Regions from separate parts of the Zea mays genome. Here region 1 is linked to region 2. The links are chromatin contacts, called in public Hi-C maps. All regions are on one chromosome and are shown on one strand. Each heading gives the region's core, a stretch centred on a gene start, on an enhancer-like site or on the middle of the called end of the contact. The rest is flanking DNA. Distances are from core to core; before and after follow the strand shown.

The links. Hi-C and Micro-C count contacts between places; a contact is called where the count stands out from the background.
Region 1: a Hi-C map of leaf shows a contact between it and region 2, with 5 times the contacts expected there. The contact joins the promoter of LOC100276384 here to the promoter of LOC100279909 in region 2. A contact is called at or near these places in 2 of 25 Hi-C or Micro-C datasets (endosperm and leaf).

The regions. Positions count from the first base shown.
Region 1 is chr5:50,328,293-50,333,503 of Zm-B73-REFERENCE-NAM-5.0, reverse strand. It overlaps LOC100276384 (Wound-responsive family protein), which reads left to right and starts at 2,467. Exons shown (of 1, transcript NM_001150189.2): 1 at 2,467-3,101. The coding sequence starts at 2,589. The coding sequence ends at 2,900.
Region 2 is chr5:50,135,153-50,140,173 of Zm-B73-REFERENCE-NAM-5.0, reverse strand. It overlaps LOC100279909 (Putative beta-glucosidase 41), which reads right to left and starts at 1,407. Exons shown (of 15, transcript NM_001152861.1): 1 at 1,289-1,407; 2 at 123-249. It overlaps LOC100273201 (50S ribosomal protein L24, chloroplastic-like), which reads left to right and starts at 1,726. Exons shown (of 4, transcript NM_001147644.1): 1 at 1,726-1,911; 2 at 3,348-3,386; 3 at 3,475-3,702; 4 at 3,838-4,206. The coding sequence starts at 1,783. The coding sequence ends at 4,020.

The sequences.
Region 1 (5,211 bases), core at 1,218-3,717, 190 kb before region 2:
TGCAGTTACAGAAAAGCGTGAACAGTAAAGGAATACTGTTCACTATTTATAGGCACAGAACACAGCCGGTGAGCAATTACAATCATACCCCTCATAAAAGTTTACAACAACGACTCAAACACTTATGGACTAAAAGGTCATTCTACTTTTAAGTCGGTTTATAATTCCGAAGCTTCATGAACGGCACCCTTCGGCATCACGTGTAGACAGCTTCAGCCGAAGCTGTTTCTTCCTGCAGGACCTTCGGCGATGAAGCATGGTCCCAACACTAGCTATTTAAATTATGCGTAAACTGCAATCAGCATTATCGTGTGTGTATGTGTTTCGTCCTTATTTTTCTAAGAACAGTTCAATGTTGAACAAGCTATTGTGCATTGGTTGGGAAAAAAGCATGGACTTTACTATAATTGTGTGTGTTTAACAAGGATTTGTATTTAGTGGTGTAACTAAACAGTGAAGAATCAGTAATGTATTAAATTCTAGCTATAACTGAAACACACATGATTTAGGTGACATGTGATGGATTTACTCAATCCAACATCTGGCTCTATATTGGACCTTTGTATGTATTACCTCTGTTCTAATATAGAAGTCGTTTTAGCTTTTTAACAAATTCATTCAATATTTGATGTATGTGTTTTGAATATGTATCTAGTTTCATTATCATTTGTTTGAATATAGACATAAAAAATGAAGACCTAAAACCATGGTTTTAAATAGCGGGCTAAGGGCTTTAGTTGCGTGCTTCTCAAAAGTGCAAATAACGGGTTATATCGGGATATAACCGGCTATAGCGGGCTATAGCCGGCTATTTAAAACCCTGCCTAAAACGGCTACTAATTTGGAACAAAGAGAGTATTAAATATTAGCCAACTAAACAAGGCCTTAGGCTAGGCTAGCTCCAACAATGCCCCCATAGCCCATACCCCCACCCCACGTAGTGTGCGTTTTGGGGTCAGGGCCGACCCTGAGTCCATGCGACGGAGGCGACGGCCGAGGCCCCAAAACTAATAGGGGCCCAATATTTAGTATCTATAACATTATATAACACACCAGTTTAAATTTTAGAAAACCCATCTAACCAAATAATCCACACACCCATATATAATACACTCGAATCTAATAGATAATATTATTTGGATCATACTTCAGTCCTCCACTCGTCCTCCACTCCTCGCATCCCCACCCCTGACAATCCTCCCCTTGCGCCACCACAGTTGTCGTCCACCCCTCTCCTCCCCTTCCCAGGAATATAGCGTTAACACGAGCTATATGCTAGTAGTAAAATAGTATTGGTATCCAACAAGCTGGTAGGGCTAGGCACACGGATGCTCGACACACACGGACTACGCGGCACGCGTTGCCCACTGCCCAGTCGTCACGCTCACGTCACGCGTATGTGCGACTACACCCTCCATGCGATCGCCATTCGCCATCTCGCCGATCCAGCCCTCTAGGATTCCAGGGCGCTGGGCGCCACTGCGCCAGCCTCTAGGCACGCACGATCGAGGAATCAGGATTCAGGTTGTTCTGCGACCCTTGTTCTTCTCAACCTACAAAGTACTAATCTGCACTGATGTATATTATTTAGTGTCTTAGATATTTTTAAAACTAATTTCAATGCACATTATTATTTACCTATAAAGTACTAATCATAGAATTTTTTATATAGTCTAGAGGGTCTACCATGATCAGTTCGCCAGGGGTTCTCAAAATCATAGGACCGGGGCTGTTTGGGGTGAAAACCTCCTCCAACGGTGCCTCCCATAGCTCACCCCATATGTGGAGAGCGAGGCAACTTCCCTATATATAAGGTGACTTCTAATCTTCCTCGCATTTTAATTACTTTATTTTTATAATATAAATCTTTTTTAAGTACCATAACTTGATGATAATAATATATATTATAGTAGTACAAATAATCTATGATTTTTTAAAATTTCGAAAACTTATGAAAAAATGTCAAATAACTGAATTATAGTATAAGGGGAAGCTCGATAGGGTAAATGTTTGGAGTCGTCGATATGGGGGGAGAATTTTTTGCGTGATATAGTAAAATATAATAGAAATTATGGATAGGAGAAAAATCTGGTGAGAATGGTTGGAAATAGTTCTTATGGGCATAAAAAACTATGCATACTTGTTCAATAAAAAAATGACGTAAAGGAACGTTCCGGGCGTATGCAGATCACATGCGCCTCACCCCACCTTCACTCATTTTCAGCGTAAGCAAAGTGCAGAAAAAGGAACACAGAATATTATTCCACACGCGGCCCAACCTCCGGTTTCTGAACCTGGGTGTAGTGTAAAGTTTCAGTGTTCCACTCTGCCGGAAACCAGCAACCAGAGCCCCCTGTTTTCCTCTCCCGCCGCGTCCGTCCACTCCTTCCACGCTGCCGCCAACTGCATCGGCTACCGGCCTGCTGCCGGGCATATATAAGTCCCCTCCCCTTCCCTCGTCATCTCCGCAGTGCAAAGCGTCAACGCAAACAGACCAAGATCCAGAAGCAAGAAAGTGTTTATAGCCTAGCCGGTGCGCGCGCGAGAGGGATAGCCGATTATCATCAAGCTCTGAGCTAGCAGAGAAGATGAGCGCATCGTCGTCCATGACCAAGAAGGCGTCGTCGTTCGTGGTGGCGGCGAGCATGAGCGCGGTGGAGGCGCTCAAGGACCAGGCGGGGCTGTGCCGGTGGGACTACGCGCTCCGCTCCCTCTACAACCGCGCGGCCGCCGCCAATAAGGTCGTCGCCGGCCGCGCCGTCCCGTTGTCGTTGTCGTCGTCCCAAACCGCGGGTGGCAGTGGCAGCGCCGCGGCCGCCGGTAGGGCCGCCAGGCCCAGGCGATCGGAGGAGGAGAAGATGCACAAGGCGTACCACCTCGTCTGCTGGGGCCCTAACTAATTGTTAGGGGCATTCTCTTATTAATTACTCCTTTATACACGCTGTCCGATTCCTCCACTTCTTGTTCGTACACATACAGAGATGTATCTGCAAATTTTGTATGTGTAATCCGTCCTCTGGTGGTTTATGCCACGAGAATTGCTTATTATTGTTGGGTGATAAACAAATGGAAATGAGAAATTTTGTGATGTGATTAGTGATTGCCTCCTGGCTCTTGCATTCTCGCTAATCTCAGACCGACCGTCTTACGCGCGTTAGCACTGGTTAGTGGAGCAGCTGAACTGGACTCTAGGAGTGAGGAATCATATGAAAATTAATACTATCTTTATTGTCGAATATTTATCATCCGCTAATTTATTTTTGAACCAAACCATGACAAATAAAAAAGAATGAATGGAGTATTTCTTTTTTTTATGTGGTTTGTGCCTGAGGTGCCAAAGACATGATGATGGGTACAGCGCTGATGAATGATGAACAGAGCAGGGTTAAACAAACCGTTTTTAAACTAAAAACCGGTCTTCACAAAAAAGGTAAACCTTCCCGGTCTCATGGGCTGCATTGAGCGGTAGGCTCTCTGTCGGGCAATGGGCTTGGCCATTGTGAAGACCGAGTGACCGACTGATTTATTTATTTTTCCTTAAACTTTTAAAATTGATTTATTTATTTTTCCTTCGACTTTTAAAATTAGACATCTTACCCATCAGCACTCAAAAGTCAAAACCATGTAGATTCTCTCCGTGCCAACAATTAAAAGTCTTTTTTCAAGGTCATTTCATCATGTTTTAGTTTTCAAGGTGATTCCATCCTCTTTTAGTTGAAAAAACTGGTGAATATTTGCTAAGGTTTTTCAACCACGAAAAATATGTTTGAAAACTTTAGAGTTTATTTTGAATAAACTTAGATATAGATTAGGACAAAAAATACAAATAATATATTTATAGCTTATCATATTGTCTAAAAAAGATTTTGGTCTTAGAAAAGGTAAAGTATTTAGAAAAATCTAGAATTTTTTTAACATTATAATAGATGACAAAGAAACAAATTTGGGTTTTTTTCAACAAAAAGATGATATGCGGCCATTAGGAATGCATTCAACACCAAATAATTTTGTTTGCATTCTAGCTTATTGCATCCATTTTTTCCCAAACATTTTATATTTAGACATTAGTTAAAATGTTTTGAAAAAAATCCAAAACTTTTTGGATATTTTCGCGTTTTTCTCGAGCTAATAATTTTGGAATCTTCTAAAGATATTTTCACCAGTTCTAAATTTGTGTTCATTTTTTGTCGCGGTCCATTTCTAGGATTTTTCATAGAATTTGACAAGCTTAGAGGCATTTGTTATATTTTAAAATACTTAATCAGGTATTTAGTATTTTTTAAAATTTAAAATATGTTGAAAGACATTTTCACCTAAATTTAGGGAGTGATGGTGGAGCTTGAAGTAAAATGAACATGGGTCGAGAAGTATTAAATTGTTGCTTAATTTGCGCATTTATTAATTTCAAGCATGTAACACTATAAAAACCATCAACTAAAAATAATGAATTTAGTTATTTATGATAAAAATCATTTTTGATTGCGCATGATTGATTTTTGGAAATTTAATAGTAATTCTTTTTAAAGGAAAATCCTAATAAATAATATAATAATTATTAGTCTACAAATAAATAATTTATTTATAAATAGTTTTGATTTAATTTTAGAGTTATTAAAAATGTATTTTCGAATTTAGAAAAGAAATAAAAAAAGAAAAAAAAGAAAAGAAACCCTCCCTAACCCTAGGCCCACTAGAGGCCTAGCTAAACACCCTAGCGCGTGCGCCCTGCTAGGGATGGATTTGGATGTCTGGAGATCCGAATTATCCGTATTCGTATTCGGATAAAGTGATAATATGGATATCCGTATTCGTATTCGATTTTAATATGGATGTTAAATAGACATATCTGAATCCGTTTCTTCTCTATCCGGTTTAAGATTCGTATTCGACAATATTCAACAAAACCGTGAAATATTCGATACTATTCGTATCCGAAACAAAAAAAGTATTCAATAAAATCAATTTAAACTTACTTTTATTACTAATTACTAATTACAAGTGATTTTAAACATTAAATAATATACTAAAAACTAAAGTACACCATTGAAAATGTTAAAAATATTTATATCATAAACAAATGACTGTGTTAATCTTACATTACTAGTGATATACAATGATAAATTTTAATAATATTAAAAATTCTAATTTTGAATACATTAGATTATTGGAGTTGTAGAGACCAAAATACAAATATACTTAATATACAAAAAG
Region 2 (5,021 bases), core at 158-2,657:
TGATAAGGATATTAACCAGTGTCAGAACAGCCATGGCGTATCCTTCAGTTGGTAGCACTAACTCATAGTGTTTTTAGTCTAAGAATAAGTACTAGATAGGATCATATGACATATATATAAACCTTGTTCAGTTGGTGAAGCGTGGGAAGCAACTGAACGCTGAGCTAGTGAGCTTCACTTGTCTTGGAAGCCCTTCCAACGTGCGTCTCTACTAAGTAACTCTTGTGGAGGCCACAAGGTGCAAAATCTCTATCACAGTGGGCAAATTAATCAACAACCGAAGGAAACTACTTGACATGTCTAGCTCCGAAACCTGTGAAAAAAAATGGTCCACATCTGGAGTGTCGCAAGCAAGTAGAGCTTTGCCCAGACAGATTGAGTTTTGCCCAGCACTCCAGCATCCATGCCTTAAAAGGTTATAGTTAGAAAGGGGGAGGATTGCTAAGCCCTTGCCAGTTAGCCACATAGAGAGAAGGCCTTATTATTAGATCATGCCATTTCTTTTCTTACAAAATTAACAAAGTGCAAAGCATTACTATGGCCACGAGGAACAGATAGCTACGAAATGAAACTGTCGCAATTATCATGGAAAAAAGCCACACATTTCCTTATCCATTTTGTTTGGTAGCGCCACATAGAAACAAAACTTCATGTCACGATTTGCATAGTTATCTCAACACATGTGGCGAATAGAAAAGGAGAAAGAGAAAAATAAACACAAGATTCTTAACCATAATAAGATATAATTTGTGTCGGGCATTTGCATAGTCACATGCTTATCCCATGGGGAACGTTAAAGGTTTGCTTGCACGGCAGGACCATTCCTGATTCCCTAGATGGTAGTTAGATGACGGCGATAGGAGCCGAGGCCCAACTGCCCAGTGATGTATTGGCCGTGTTGTTTATGTGATCTGTCATGGATGTCCTACTATGATTCAAGGATTTAGGACATGCGCAGAACTGCCAGCAATGAAAAGTCGAAGAAAGAGATATTGACTTCGAGGGGGAGAAATGTAGTCCACTATGAGAAAAGAGATACCCAATGTCTCTGGAGAAAAAGATCTGAGGTAAACACGTCTAACTTGCAACCATGATTTGCAATAGAGAAATCCGATTGACATCCCACCCTTTCTCGGTGCAGGATGGGACCTGCAGCAGCAAAAGCGCAAAGCTTCGATGTCACCGCCATCCACCTACCCTCCATCGCCCAAACTGTCTCTGTCTCTGTAACGCGAATTTTATTTTACACAACAGCAAAGTGAAAAACTGGAGTAGGGGGTTCGCTTGCCTCAGCAACCGTCGCGTAGCTTGCGCGCCTCGGCGCTGGAACGGGGAATCTGGAGGCGGGCACGCATCTCCCAAGCAATCTCGCGTGGCCTCGCGTAGCGTGCGAGGAGACACGCAGAGAGGGAGGGAGAGAGAAAGAGAGCCTTGACCCCGCCGTCCTCGTCCTGTCGTCCTGATAGCTGATGCAGTGATGCTGATCAGCTGATGCGTGCGGAGCTCGCTCGTGGAGCCGAGGCCCTAGCCTGTAGCCTCTCACGGCGGTAGAACGAGCACCCATGGGCCTCACTGGATCACCTAAGCGTCTTCCAGGCCCATCTGTGCCTCACCTGAGGCCTGTCTCATTTAGTGACGAGGCCCAACCCACCAGCGTCAGAATACAAGAGCGCGTTATCCTCTCTCTTCCGGTTCCGGGCAACTCGAAGAAGCCGCGTGCGTTATCCTTTGAGCAGTTTGGGCGCTGAGCAAGTCCAGTGAGAGAGGGAGAGCGGCGAGAGGATGGCTGGGATGGCATCGCTGCAGGGCGCCATGGCGTCGCTCTCCATCTCCGCGCTAGGCGCGGCGACGGCGAGCAGCAGCAGCTTCTGGGGCAACCGGCTCGCCACCTACTCCGCGCCGCAGCCTGGGGTCTGTTCCTGCTTCCCAATTCCGTTCCGTTCTGCTGATGGTTTGGTAGATAATAAGTAGCTGTTCTGGTGAAAGATTTTACTCTGGAGTTTCTGGATAGCGTTGCAAAGCGCGGTCGGATGGAATTGTTCTAGGGACATTCGAGCTTGCATTACGGTTTTGGAGCTAGTCTGTATGGATTGGATGCAATGAAATGGAAAATTACCTTTGCATTGTTATTAATTGTGCATTTTCAAGGATGACAAACCAGGCTTCTAATATGACTATGTTTAGGGGTGTTTGACATCACTCTAGAGCAAAACTTTAAGGAAGACCTGGACAAAGTCAACTAAACACCCTAATTCTAGAGTTGCAAACTCTATAGAGTTTTGAGAGTTGTAGTATAATTTTTTGGAGTACATTTTTTGCTACTTTGAAAAATCCTTCAAAAACAATCAAGACACATCCAATGCACTGGTTATGAGAAAGCAATCTACACTTCGGAGCAGATATACTTCACCCAAAGTTTTGGAGTAGAACTATGCCAAACTCGCCCTTATTAGATTTCATATTACATTAAGTTTCTATTTGCTCCACGACACACACTAAATTTAGACCGTGTCCATATTGAATTTCGTCTACCTTCTTTTTTTATTTTTATCTTGCATGGAAGCTTAAATGGTAAGATTTGAGTGCGCCAAATAGATTAACTGATTGGGATTAATTTAAGTAAGAGAATTTCCTTTGTCATTGGTAATCCGGTATTGTCCTTTTTGCATATACAACTATGCACATGTTTGCCTTTTAGTGCTAATAGAGAGTATGCTGTGTTTCATGTGGTAAAATTTGTTCGAGTACTCTTTATTTAGTTTGTTAACTGAGGAAATTATGTTGCTTTTGAAGCGGTCAAAATGTCAACTGAAGAAATTATGTTGCCCTCAATGTGCCACTGATTTTGTTTATATATATTTATGCCTGAATTACCCCACATCACACAATACATATGACTAACTGGAAACAAAATTTGGCGCCAAATAGTGTATTATGAGCATAATGATGTTTGTATTTGAACCCTGCTTTCTTTTCTGTGTCATCTTTATTATGCCTTACCTGTATGTACTTGTGCCTGGAAAATTCCCAACTGATAAGAATCGGATGAGGATAAACCTTTCTGTTAAGAAGCAAAAGCAAGTAAAGAATAGATAGTGAGGTCAAGTAATCACTGTTGAAGGAAGTGATAGAACCACTGTATTTTAAGGGATATCGTATTACTCAAACATAAAGAGGAGCCCTGGATCCTGTAGTGTCTTGATCAGATCAACATGAATCGTAACCACTGTGTTTGAGTCATGCCATATCTCAGAAGCATCTGATTAGTGTCTCTTTGATTTGAAATGGAATCTTATGTCTTTAGGATGTGAAGTTCTGACAAGCTGTTTAATATGTTCAATATGCAGGTAAGGTTTATGGTCAAGATATGCCCAATTGAAATGAGAGTGAGTAAAAAAAATCTTTAGTCCAAATATTTGATACCTTTTTTATCCAATAATGTGAAATGTCCTAAAACTTCACTTTCCACTGCAGCTTAAGAGATGGGAGCGAAAGAAGTGTAAACCAAACAGTCTTCCTGTGCTGCACAAGATGCATGTTAGGATCGGGGACACGGTACAGGTTATTGCAGGCCGTGAGAAAGGAAAGGTTGGAGAAGTCACACGCCTTTTCAAGCACAACAGCACGGTGATCGTGAAGGACCTGAACTTGAAGTCGAAGCACAAGAAAGGCACAGACGATGAACCCGGTGAAATCGTCATGGTCAGCAAAATTTCTATTGAACTTGTTTTTTGGGCCTCTCATGATGCTTTGCACATATTGGTTTCAAGAGCATATCTGTAGTTTTAGTAGGTGCCTAATCGTTCTCTTGATCAGACTTAAATTTTCTTTGATCAGATTGAAGGCCCCATTCATAGCTCAAATGTGATGCTCTACTCTAAGGAGAAGAGTGTGGTAAGCAGGGTTGGCCACAAATTCCTGGAGGACGGGACCAAGGTCCGATACCTGGTCAAGACCGGTGAAGTAATCGACAGTGTTGAGAAGTGGGTAAAGGTTTTTAAGGAAGGAAATTCGGAGTAACAGTTTTAGCATGAAAACCTGCAAAATGCTCTGAACGCTGACTGCGTCTTGCATGTTGAATTGAGCCTGTTTATCCCTCTATGTTGTTATTTACGCCAGTTTTTCCCCCTGTAAATTATACAGTTGTCACCAAATCTTGCAACGCAAGTCAATGCGCATCAGCATATGCTGATCTTGTTCCGCTTCACCAGTCAGAGTTTTGGATGAAAAACTATGAGGGCATGTTCGGTTACAGTAATCCAGAGGGGGATTGGAGGGGATTAAATCCCCTCCTAGTCATTTTTGACTAGGAGAGGATTTAATCCCCTCCAATCCCCCTCTGGATTGGTGTAACCGAACAAGCCCTGAACGGGCTTGTATGTGCGGGCAGCCCGTGTTCGTTTGCAGCTCTGGACCCACTACTCTCGGTCTCGTCCTCACTTCCTCAGAAATATCCACATATATCATTTCCTATATTACAAAGGCATATTACAAAGGCGAAGTAACCTGTGCACATGAAGCAATAGTGCACATATAACATCTCAGTCTCTAATCTTCGATCAAACGGTTGCATCTCCCAACTCCGCATTTTATTAGAAAACACCCTCCACCTCTCCTGAATCCCTCTGAATCTTTGATGAACCCCCCAAGCTCCCTGTGCGCCAGAAACAACTATGATCCTTATTTCTGGCCGCCGCCCCATGTATTCTGGTCGCCGCTTCCACTTCGTTCCCTGGCCACCGCTTCCACCTCATTCCATGGCCACCGCTTCCACCGCTCGTCCTCGCCTGCGTCGTCGTTTCCTGCTTGTGGCCTGCGGCGATCGGCATCAGTGGAGCCGAGCCGTTCCTCCAGAGAAGGGTACAGTGCACCACGGTCTCCAATTTCTCAGGTTCGTGTAAGGTACGGCGGCCACGTTCATTGACCTAGGTGATTGATCGTGATGTAGGTTTTGCACGACCATGGATGCAACCTCGCCAATTGGGTACAGCGGCGGCTTCATGGCTCTACTGACCGCATTG